Linked DNA regions of Mus musculus: all the other regions are linked to region 1. A link is a contact called in public Hi-C and promoter capture Hi-C data. All regions are on one chromosome and are shown on one strand. The core of a region is the stretch at or near the end of the contact, and the rest is flanking DNA. Distances in the headings are between cores, read along the strand shown. Region 1 holds the start of Hccs (holocytochrome c synthetase). Region 2 overlaps Arhgap6 (Rho GTPase activating protein 6). Region 3 has its middle 4.0 kb from the start of Gm25651.

What was found. Promoter capture Hi-C pulls out the DNA fragments that hold promoters and counts their contacts. Hi-C and Micro-C count contacts between places; a contact is called where the count stands out from the background.
Region 2: a promoter capture Hi-C map of the HPC-7 cell line shows a contact between it and region 1. The contact joins the enhancer-like site here to the promoter of Hccs in region 1. A contact is called at or near these places in 1 of 39 promoter capture datasets (the HPC-7 cell line and HPC-7-derived erythroid cells) and 2 of 484 Hi-C or Micro-C datasets (the MNK3 cell line and hematopoietic stem and progenitor cells).
Region 3: a contact with region 1 is called in a Hi-C map of uterus, with 2.9 times the contacts expected there. The contact joins the enhancer-like site here to the promoter of Hccs in region 1. A contact is called at or near these places in 7 of 39 promoter capture datasets (the 3T3-L1 cell line, cranial neural crest, embryonic stem cells and 2 more), 1 of 15 datasets of contacts at CTCF or cohesin (the NIH/3T3 cell line), 12 of 484 Hi-C or Micro-C datasets (the 3T3-L1 cell line, 3T3-L1-derived adipocytes, the HL-1 cell line and 6 more), 2 of 115 datasets of contacts at active chromatin or transcription factors (the NIH/3T3 cell line and embryonic stem cells) and 1 of 9 other capture datasets (adipose tissue).

What each region holds. Positions count from the first base shown.
Region 1 is chrX:169,317,807-169,321,766 of GRCm38.p6, forward strand. Hccs (holocytochrome c synthetase) reads right to left here and starts at 2,566. Exons shown (of 7, transcript NM_001331049.1): 1 at 2,170-2,566; 2 at 1,632-1,784. The coding sequence starts at 1,743. Gm15246 (predicted gene 15246) reads left to right here and starts at 2,589. Exons shown (of 6, transcript NM_001361166.1): 1 at 2,589-2,891.
Region 2 is chrX:169,046,218-169,050,103 of GRCm38.p6, forward strand. The region is part of intron 1 of Arhgap6 (Rho GTPase activating protein 6); the gene reads left to right. Among named protein-coding and RNA genes, the nearest start is that of Amelx, 140 kb to the right of the region's middle. Within about 2 kb of position 1,589, at least 5 of the 459 cell types and tissues checked have an H3K27ac peak or open chromatin away from gene starts, as enhancers often do. A contact at or near this core is called in the HPC-7 cell line, where this site is marked.
Region 3 is chrX:169,689,950-169,693,968 of GRCm38.p6, forward strand. It overlaps a transcript of Mid1 not described here. Among named protein-coding and RNA genes, the nearest start is that of Gm25651, 4.0 kb to the right of the region's middle. Within about 2 kb of position 1,837, at least 23 of the 459 cell types and tissues checked have an H3K27ac peak or open chromatin away from gene starts, as enhancers often do. A contact at or near this core is called in the NIH/3T3 cell line, adipose tissue and uterus, where this site is marked.

The sequences.
Region 1 (3,960 bases), core at 1,316-3,815:
TCTAAGCAGCAGGTGAATGGGAAGGTACTTAAAGATCTGTGTCCCAGAATAAAAAGCCACTTCTGTTATGAAATCCTTCCTTTTTCCAGGGACCAAGAGGAAATTATGAATATCATGAATACTATTATATAGAAAGACAAATTTCTATTTACTCCTTTGGCCTCTTCTACCAGGCCTTATTCCCAAAACTGCACGCAGCTGTTCACTTTAGGAGCGAGAACACAGCTGCTCTATCTCCCTCTGCATCATTAAAAGCACCAATCTTCCTAGAGCATCCATCCCAGATGGCTATTAGAAAGAAAACAGCGTTACAGTTTCCACATCATATAACCAGGAAGCCCTTTAGTCTCCTACAAACACTCACATTCTTACTAATGCAAATAAACCAGGATGACAAGTCTTTAAAATAGATAAAATATAAATCATGCAGAGAACTACTTGAGGAAAGAAGCTCAGAGCAAAGACACACGTGCTTTGTCTGATTTGTCTCAACTTCTAGGAGAAATACTAGGAGACCATGGGATCTGTCCTTGTCCAAGGTCACAGAATTTTCACCAACTTTGCCACTTACTAGCTACATGACTTGAAGTACATAAATTACTCTGAGCTTTAGTTTCTTTCCTTGGCTATAAAACAGTCACACTGGTTTATAGACATGATAATGTAAACTCTCCTGGGCAAAGAATTTTTGTCTACTATATCTACTTCTCTCTCAGTGAAGAAACAAAACCCAGCAATGCTTGTCACAGGATAAGTGCTGACCTCTTGGAGAAAGTTGGCTCGAGGAGAGAAAGAGGAATGGTGACACTGGAAGCATGAGGACCCAACAACATGCACATTCAGTAAGCATACAACACTGTCCCGGTCTCAACTGTCTACAGCAGACATGCACTCATTAAAGAACTGTTTTGTTTCCAGCCTAGCACTGACATAATGCTCTATAAATTCACTTGGTGAAGGCTGATTTTGACCTAGATGAAGACCTTAACAGATATGGGAGTAGTGTATTTCAAACAGCTACACCGAGGTTTATTCAGCTCTGGCACCCTTACTATTTATGGACCAAAGACTCCATGTCTGAGGCTGTATGATGTCTATTTAGCACTATCTAATACCACCCCAGTCTATGTCAGCAGAACCATTTCCTCTCAGTTGTGAGAACCAAAATATGTATTCAATGATGGCTCTTTACATGCATAGCTGAAAGCCACTGATGTAGGCACTGGTAAACTTTGGAAAGACAAGGCTGATTTAAGGAAAAATTGCATAGATGACAGACTGTGAGATATAAAAAAAATTGTTTATGATAATATCTAGTGAGCAGCCAAATTGGACCAGCCCCAGAGTGCCTTAGTCCCGCTTTGCAAGCCTCACTACCAAGCTACAACTCTAGAACTGTGGCTCTCAGCCTGTGGGTTGACCCCTCTGGCAACGCACTATCTCCAACAATATTTCCATGACGAGTCAGAACAGAAGCAAACTTACAGTAATGACGTTGAAAGGAAAATAATGTTGTGGTTGAGTCACCACAACGTGCAGAACTGGGTCAAAGGGTCCAGCATTAGGAAGGTTTGAGAACCACCGCTCTAGAATCACTAGCTTTCTTTTAATTTTCGAGACAGGCAAGTTACCTTTCCTTTGCCCTTTATGCATCGGGCATCCTGAAGGTGGTGAAGCTGGCTGACCATCTGAAGCATTCGAGGCGTTTACTGCAGTAGCAGGAGAAGATGCTGAGGCACCCATGGCTGGAATCACAGGGGTCACTCCCAATCTAAAATACCCAGCTGCCAAAGCAAGAAATCAGATTAAAACGTGGAGGCTAAACAGTTGATATCCCCTTGTTATTCTGATCCTGGCTGGCCCTGGCTTTTTTTCACCATCCCTTGGGAGAGTAAGAGGTAGGGCACTGGTTCGGGGGTGGGGGTGGGGGGTGGTGAGGGGACACTTTGAAAACAGTGCCTCCATTGGGAAAATACCTTGAAGCCTATGCCACCATTTGGGGACCCGTGCCAGAGTCTGGAAACTTGTAAGATGCAACCACGTCGTGAAGACGGGTGTAGTCTTGATGGTGGGGTCCAAGGGAAAATACACTGAACTAGCCTCGAACCCGTGTTCCCAGTAGGGCAGGCGCCTCAGGGAAAATAGGAAGGTTAAAAAAAAAAAAGTCACCAAAACGGGAGGCAAGGAGCGGCGAAGGGCAGGAAGCCACCAGTGTTGCCTTCCCGTCTATGCGCGTCCCACCGGCACCGCGGTCTGCACAGTGCACCGGCTCCAGCCGGACCCGGACGCCGTCCTGTCCCCAAGTCACCTCGCCGACTGTCCCGCGCCGCGCGGCCCCGAGCGCGTCAACCTGCCCAGCCGAACTCACTCGGCAGCCGCCGGCTCCAGCCGAACCCGGGCGCCGCCCTGCCCCCAAGTCTCCGCTCCGACTTGTCCCGCGCGGCGCGGCCGCGAGCGCGTCGAACCGCCCAGCCGAAGTCGCTCGGCTGCACCCGCGGTTTTTCCTCACGCGGGGTCACCGCTAACGTCCGGTCACAGCCGGCGTTCTCGGGCGCCGTTACTTCCTGTTCCGAAGGCGGGACTTCCGGGAGCACGAGGCAAGCTCGCGCTGAGGAGAGGAACGGTCGTCAGGTCGGGCGGATCGCTCCCACCCCCTTCCGCTCCGAGGCCTCGAGCCGCCCGAGCCTTCTCTCCGTCTCCGCCCCTACGTGCGGGGCGGTGTGTTTAAGGGCGGGTCGGTCCACCCCTTCTCGCTCCGCGGCCTATAGGCGCCCGAGCCTTCTCTCCGTCTCCGCCCCTACGGGCCAGGCGGTGTTTTTTAACTCCGCCGGCCGGCCGGTAAGCCGCTCAGGGTGAGAAGTTAGGGAACCGCGGGGTGTCGCTTCCGAGGGGTAAGGCACGTCGCTGTGTTTTTCTAAGTCATCTCCTTAGGTTCTTGAAAGGTCAACTTGTATTTTTTCTTTTTTGGTTTTTCGAGACAGGGTTTCTCTGTGTAGCCCTGGCTGTCCTGGAACTCACTGTGTAGACCAGGCTGGCCTCGAACTCAGAAATCCGCCTGCCTCTGCCTCTGCCTCCTGAAGGCTGGGATTAAAGGCGTGCGCCACCACCGCCCGCTCAACTTGTATTTTTTAATGAACAAGCGATATTTGTGCTTATTTGTGGAATAAAGTGCTATAATTAAGTAGACGCACTTAAACTTCCACCGCCTAGTCCTTTCAAGGACTCTGGCAACCGTTGTGAGTGTACTCCATGGAATTCACAGCCTTCATCTAAGTAGTATATTTCATATTACACAAAGTACGTTTTTATATTACTTGTGTAGGGTAAACCAGCAGATAGGAGATGGTTATTGTATTGGTTAGGTTTTTGTTAACTTGAATGGAGTCACTGTCTTCATCAGACGGCCCAGTGGGCAAGCCTATGGGGACATTTTCTCCATATCTGTATCCGGTACCACCGATGGGCTAGCTTATATTAAGAAAGCAAAGTGAGCCATGGGACCAAGCAAGCCAGTATGTGGTGTACCTCCATGGCCTCCATGGCTTTTGATTCCTTGGTGGCTTCAGGTTCCTGCTTTGAGTTCTGTGGGACCCCATGAAAATGGCCCCCTTTCATATTAATGTGACCATTGTTTAGGTCTTCTTTATGAAGACATTTCTAGGAGCGTTGGTCCACAGCAGACTTCCTGGTACTCTGGATCTTAAAGTGTTATGCCCCCTCTTCAGTGATAGTCTGGTTTTTTGCTAGTCTTTGGTTCTTGTGGGGAGCATTGTCGGTCCAAGTGGTACAACTTCTTCTAAGGCAGTGGTTCTAACCTCTCAAAGCTCCAACCCTTTAATACAGATCTTCATGTTCTGATGATCCTCGCAAGTATAAAATTATTGTTACCACTACATAACTATAATTTTGTTACTGTTATGAATAATAATGTAAATATCTGATTTACAGATCGTGAGCCAT
Region 2 (3,886 bases), core at 339-2,838, 270 kb before region 1:
AATTATATATCAGACAGAGAGTTGACACTTAGTGTATATGAAGACTGTAAAATTAAACACAAAATGATCCAGTTAGTAAATGGGCTAATGAACTCAATAGTTCTAAGAAGAAAAAAATACAAATGGCCAATAAATGCTCAAAGGGAGAGACAGGGTCAAGAGCTTTAGCTATCATGGAAATAAAAACTAAAATTGCTTTGAGACTCCATTTTACTGTATTCAGAATAGCTTATCATAACAAAAACAAGCAACAGAAAAGACAAAGGCCAACAAATGTTCGTGAGACTGTAGAGAAGGAACAACCGTTACGAACTTACAGTGGGAAAATGAACCGATAGAGCTACTGTGGGAATGTGCATGGAGCCTTCTGAAAAAAGGAAAAAGAAAAAAGTCAAAACTAGAATTACTATGTGATGTTGACATAGCAAGTAGACACTTGAATATCTATGCTTCTTGTTGCATCATTCACAATAGCCAGAAATGGATACCAAAAATGAGGTACACATATACAATGGAATTTTATGCAGCTTCAAAAAGGCACAATAATAACAACTGCAGGAAAATGGCTATATAAGTTTGTGTCAGATCAAATTAGAAAAACAAATAGCTTAAAACACACACACATATATTTATGATATCTTTCTTGCTTTTAATTGTTTCTTTGAATATAACATACAAAAAACATTGGAACATATGAAGAAAGATGCAGAGGCCAGAACCATGGACCATATCCTGACTCTGCTTTCTTGGCCACTTGAAGCATGTGCCTGATGTATGCTTGATACATGCATTACTGTCAAAGAAATTAATCAATAGTTTTATGTTTTTATCTTTTAGAAATATTTAGTTTGACCGTAGTCATGATGATAGCCAATATTTGTTGAATACTTGCCTTTAAAAATTAATAGCCTACCTATATCATTTCACTTAATCCTTTAAAAGACACCTTTATAATCTATGTACTGAACTACTCCCTATAAAATGGCATCTCTTAAATTATTCTCTCTATCCTTCCCATATTGGCAACATTCCTGATCCCATTGCTCATTGATCAGGAATAACAGGGAAAAGAAAGTAAATTGATAAGAGGTAAGCAGTATTTTGATATTCTGGTTAACAACCACCACAACTACCACCGCCACCACAACCAGAAATGAATGACATTCTTTTTGATATATTTGGCTAACTGTTGTGATATTATAATTCTCACCAGAAAAGTAATTTTGATTGAAACATGGCAAAATTCAACCCTGCCTGAATGTGTCTCTTGTTTTCTTTACGTGAGTGTTCTAATGGAACATCCGTTTCAGGAAAGACACCACAGGGCATGGTTGAACTCCCTGCCACCTAGAAAAGGTGCATGTGAACTGGCAGCTGTTCTTCATCAGTTTTCCAAAAGTATTTATGAACAAGGACAAACTCAAGCTCCTCGTGTATTTGCAGTGGCTCTGGGCAGCACAGTCGTCATGTAAACACTGGCACTCATGGCACACATGCATTCTTACTCACTTGGTTTAAAGGGAGTGGCAGTTCGCAGACCTCTCCTGGGGAAAAGATTGTCCCTTATCAAGATTAACTGGCTTAAAAACCCTGTAATTGCTGTTTTTTCTTTCAGGATGGCTGCAGAGTGAAACCTTATCATTAGGACACAGCCATAAAGACTTCCTGCATTTATTTGGTTCTCACCATTTTTTTTAAAAAGGTGTCACAAGTGCTGATGCTATCTGATTCTGCAAACATAGCACACTTTTACTTCAGTTAGGGATGTTTCACTATATGATTATGCTTTGATGCATATTGGAAAGGGAGATTATTTTTACAACCTAGACATATGGGAACTAGCCTTCTACTTTCAGTAAGGTAGGCAACTAAGACTACATTGCCAGAACTCCTTAACATCATGCATTGCAAATATTTGTAAAAGAATAATAGGCTCTTCTTGAGAGTCTAAGGACATCTTCGATTTGAAGAACTATGGGATCTTCTAGGACAGTGGTTCTCAACCTTCCTAAAGCTTTAATACAGTTCCTCATGTTGTGGTGACCTCAAAGTTATTTTCATTGCTACTTAATAACTCTAAATTTTCTACTGCTGTAATTCATAATGTAAATATCTGTGTTTTCTAACGGTCTTAGGTGACACTTATGAAAAGATCATTGGAATCTCAAAGGGGTCATAACCCACAGGTTGAGAACTGCTGTACTCTCTGTACTTTTTTATTAAATGCAGTATCAATATAAAGGATTGGTGGTAATAACACTTACTTTATAGTGTGTTATATGAATGTAGAATTGTGTTTGTATCAGTTAACTATTGTCATACTAATGCTGTTTGACAGACTACTCTGACATTCAGTGGTATCAAATACCACCATCAATCTTCATGGATCAGTGGGTCACCTGGACTGGCTTATATAGGTAGAGCTCAGCTATTTAATTGGAGGTCCGTAAATCAGTCCCAGCAAACATTGCTCTGTTGAGAGCTCTTGCTGCATGTGTATCTATTCTGGAGTTCAGGATCGTGAGATGAGGTTTACCTAGGAGAGCCACAGAAGTAGAAGCACAAGAAGACAAGTACAACCAACTTCATACTCTCAAGGCATATGCAGGTTAGCACATTGCTGTTTTCTCTTACTTCCCATTCATTGGCCAGAGCAAACCACATTTACAAAGCTACTGTTATCTTGGGTAAGGAAAATGCTTTCCTTTCAAGATGGAGCTGCCAAAAAGGTGAGGGAAGAAAGTTAAGAAATGTAGGAATGCACTCACTACACACACACACACACACACACACACACACACACACACACACACACACACACATACACAGAGAGAGACAGGGAGAGACAGAGACGGAGAGACAGAGAAAGAGAGATGTTTAATCAAATATCTGAGAGCACTAATATTTTTAAGAAGATAGAAATACATCTATCCCATTTTTCTTTCAATTTTGTCAGTTAATTCTTTTAGGAGAGGTAGAATTTCATCTTCCTTACATTTCCTTACAGTTACCCCAAGCCCACAGCAATAGTATAGGAATACATTTTAAAAGAATATTATAAAAACATGTTCATGTTTAAGTAGATTTGCTACAGTTTTCCCTGGTTTCTTTGTTTTTAGTAACTCTGGTTCCTCAGACTAGCAAAATGGAGGTATTTATAATTACTTCCTTGGAGAGTCAACAAATTCTTTTTATTGTTTTTATCTATCTATCTTCATAATCATCATTTATCTATACATACATATCTATATCATCTATTCATCCATCCATGTATAATTTCACTATGAGCAATGAGATGGAGACTCACTCTGTAGCCTGCACTGCTCTGGAAATCACTATCTGGCTTAGTCTTCTCTCAGACTCATGGCATTCCTCTGCCTCTGCCCCTTGAGTACTAGAATTATAGATGTGTACCAACACATCTGGTTAAAGTTTTCTTCCTTTTAATATATAGACTTATTTTTATTTGATCTGTATGGGTGTTTTGCTTGCATGCATGTCTATGAACCATGTGTGTAATACCCATGGAGGCCAGGAGAGGGTGTCAGATCCTTTGGAACTGGAGTTAGAAACTGTTAGGTGAAAATATATGGGTGCTGTAAATTGAACCTGGATCCTACAGAAGTGTTCTTAACCACTGAGCCACTTCTCCACCCCCTCAAAATTTATTCTAATTGGCAAAAAAATATGTTTATGATATACAATATGACTTTAAGTATGTCTGCATTCTAGAATGGATACATAAAGCTATCAGAGCTATGACCTACACTTGTTTTGTCGCAAGAACACTGCATCTTATCTGTTAGCACTTTCCAAATACAAAATAGTTTTTTCTTCACTTAGTACTAACAATAAAAATTTTAAACGCTTCTCTTGTTTAGCTGAA
Region 3 (4,019 bases), core at 587-3,086, 370 kb after region 1:
TATATGCCCCTATGAAAGGGAAAAAAAAGAATCTATAGTAGAACCATTTCATTCTTCATTTATTGAAAGCACTCCTTTAGGCATATTAAGAATGAATATTTAAGTTTGTATCTGCCTTATCTTCATCCGTAAAATAACAATTATAGGTGAGATAAACCTCTTAAGTAGTTTCAGACTTCAGGTGCAAAGAGAATACTCAATGTCCTTATAACAATATTTATCACCTTACAGACTAAGGTTTAAGTGGAACATGTATTTATGTAGATGATATTCTATCATAAGAAATAAACATGGATAAAATATAACATAACAAATAATAAAGGTGTTATGAAAGAAATAAAAGGTCTAATCTGGAGCCACGTCCATAATATCGCAGTAGGAAGGTTTAGCTGATCAGGGTGACATTTGTCTTTGGAAAAGTCCACATTGACAGCAACATAGAAAACGGGTCAGATATAAGGTATGGCAGAGTGATTCGGTGTGGATCAAACAGGAACAAGGAAAGCTGCCTGGGGAAGAAGATATCTACATATACTTGTGCTGTGGTGGCAGAAGTGAAGAGAGATCAATTTTCATGATATTTCAGAGTTGAAATCATTAGAGGTAACTAAAGTCTTGAACAGGAAATAGTGTCTGACAAAGAAATGCAAAATAAAACTTCCAGGACAGATTTAATTTACATAACTATAGAAATAGTTGTAGTACTCTTAAAGTTGAGAGTCCGGCTAGGTAACCTGGATTTCGGAAGGAGGATGAATTATTTGTCGATCAGTGGAATAGGAAAGATAAACGTTTTGAGGCTGAATTTTTATGGTTCCATTCACTGGCTGTATAATCTCTCAGAGGACATGTTAAAATTATGCCATAAACATCTGTATTAAGTGTTGGTGGTACAATTCAAAGAGATACATGACAGTCATTTCCTTGGAAGCAAAATCCCACCAAACAACAAGGTACAGGATGAAAGGGTCAATACAACTGGCAAGGCACATATTTTCAGGAAATAGAAAATACAGGAAGCAGAAAATGAAAGAAGACAAAAGAAAGGATGGGAAAGACACTTCAAATAAAATGCTTTAAAATTTTGAGAAATGAACAGCAAAAAATGAAAAAAGTCAATTAAGGAAGAGATTAAAAAGGAAAAATTTGGCAACAACAACACATCAGACCAGGGAAGCTGGGAAATTAGAAGCAAGAAAATATGAGAAGGTACTGTTACATTCAAAAGTTTCTGGCCAATTTGTAGGTTCCTAAGAATAAGTAAAACTGACCCATGAGGATGGTAGAATTTGTCTAATCTTCTGCCATATGAGTATAAATGCAATTTGCTTTTAAAAAAATAAAAGGCGTTTCTTCAAAAACAGCATGAGTGACAGAGAATCCAGGACTTCTTGGGTGCTACAGAGCAGTCTGCCCTCTCCAGAGTTAGTAAATAGCTATTCTAGGTCAATGAACAATAGCCTGATGGCTTTAAGAGTTAATCCTCCACATGCTTCCCATACTCCTCTGAGTCATTAATTAAACCGGCAGCACCTGGCTTAGTATTTATAAAATACTTTACACATCTGAGAGGGAAGTAAAAACTGAGAGCTCTGTGGATCCATTTCTATTGTTAAGCATTACTTAAAGTACTAGGGCTTCACTTGGTAACTTCCAGACAGCTCTTGCATGAAATCCCAAATCCAAGTCACTGGCATTTTTGCTCACAATAACTTATGTTTATAACTCAGTACCCCGAGTAACTTTTTTTAGGGCAAGTCTGCATATTATAGTGTATCACACATCTCAAGGCCTCTTTCCAAACACTGTTTTGACACAGTGTGTTAACAGTGAATTATTCATTGTTACCTGCATGAAGGACTAATGCTCAGAGTGGCTGGGAACAGCTTACCAGTTGTTGGCTCAATTGTGCAGCTCTATTTAAAGCTCTAGTGGGTAATTCAGTTGATGGCAAACTTCACTTTGACACAGTGCCATAGCACATCCATTAGTGCCCTCACTAGAGTACAAACATCTGCTTGCTTTTATTGTCCATGTGTTACTTAAGATAGTCTGCTTCTTTATGACGTAAATCACTGGAATCCACTGACTATTTTTAAAGACTCTTTTAGTGCTTCCTTGAAATGATCACTCTATAGTTGTTTAATAGATAATTGGCCCTTTAGGTACACAAAAATTACAAAGATGAAATTTTCTACTCTTCTGACCTTTTCCAGAGATGGCGTTATGACTAAAGTACCCTGGCTTGTTGTAAGATTCTGTCTTTGAGGGTTGTGTGATTCATAGGTTCACATCAGCACAGCATGTTAAAAGAAACTGCATTTCTGGCTAATTGACCCAAGGGAACTTGCTTGTTTTCTTTTGTTCACTGACCAGAGTTGTGTGCGTTTGCTTCTCTCAGTTCACCTTGAAAGGCTTTGCTATCGACTTCTTTACGTATTTATCTTGTCCTGACAGACTGCTGAGCAATTTGCTTGCCCTCTAGTTTATTCACGTGTCCAGTACAGATAAGTTTAGTGGCAGCCAGCTCTATCATTTTCATTCCAATGGACTGGCTGTATTCCAGAGTCCCTTTCATCAGCAATTTTGCCTTACCTTTTGGCTAGTAAAGGCCTAAAGCTATAGGATTCCATGATACAAAAGCTCTAACATATGAAAAACAAACACCGTCAAATATGATCAAAAATCTGAGCAAGGATTGATCTTAGGTGTAATGAATACTAATATGACTCTCCTCAGCCCAATAATTAGACAATCTCGGGAGGCCATGACCATGCATACTTGGTCTTATAAGTTGTAAAATAGTCCACAATAATCCATCTGGAAGAGCACTTTCATATTACACCATAAAATGGAGCTCTTACTCAGGTCCTAGGATTGCAAGGAGCCAGGAAGTTGCCAGGAATTTCCTAAGGGAAGAATTTTGGAAGATGATAATTTGAGGATTGTGAAAGTTCTGAGACTTGCCAGAGAATTAAGACAAGGACTAATTGGTTGATTCTGAGAGTGCAGAGAGAATATTGGTGGCTATGTGAGGTTGCAATGATTTCTTTCCCCATGGCATCTATGTGTTTCTTGTTCTCTCTGAATATTGAATTCATGAGAATGGAAAAGAGAAAAAGATTGTGTCCCAAAGGGAAACATTTAGAGAGCTGGGGGAAAAGAGCACCTACTACCTCATGACTGAGAAAGGAGAGAATGCAATGCAGAGACCTGAAGTCGCTAACTGCAAATAAAATTAACAATTCTTCTGTACTGTTTAAGACAAAGATTTTGTGTTCCATAAGTAACAAATAGAGGGGCATGAATAAAGAAGAGTCTCATAGTAAATTTGAATTCAAACTTATTTCATCTGGAGCTGACAAAGGCTCAGTGGGTTTAAATTCCTTACCACCAAGCCTGACAACCTGAGATGGATTCTTGGACCTACATTGTGGAAGGTGAGAACTGACTCATGTAGGGTTGTCATCTGATTCAGACAAACTCACTAAGGCACAATATATGTGTCCATACCTATATGCATGTGTGAATGTGTGCAGAAGCACACATGCATGTACACACATACACACACACACACACACACACACACACACACACACACACACACATTTTCCCATTCCAGTCAGAGGAAAGTGTAAGAAAGTAACTTACCTTGTTTTCATAGTCTGTAGTTTGCCACAGCCACCATCACTAGCTGTTTAATGCCCTCTAATGTTGCACAGAAATACTTAGAAGTACGGCCATATTTAGTGCTACAAAAACATAACTCAGTAGTCACTTGCAAGCTGGATGGGAAACATTTAATCCCCTGGCCTTGATGGCTTTTAACATCATCTTCTCCAAGGCACATGGTAAGACTAAATTAGAAGTATACACAATACTCTAAGCAGAGTAAGTACTTGGTGAGTCCTGGCTAATATTGTCTCTGAGCACAGAGAGAGTCATTGCCCAGTGTTGGATGCCCCAAGAAGTTGTCATTCTTGACAAAGCAGGCAAAATATCCCACCTCTAGGATAGAA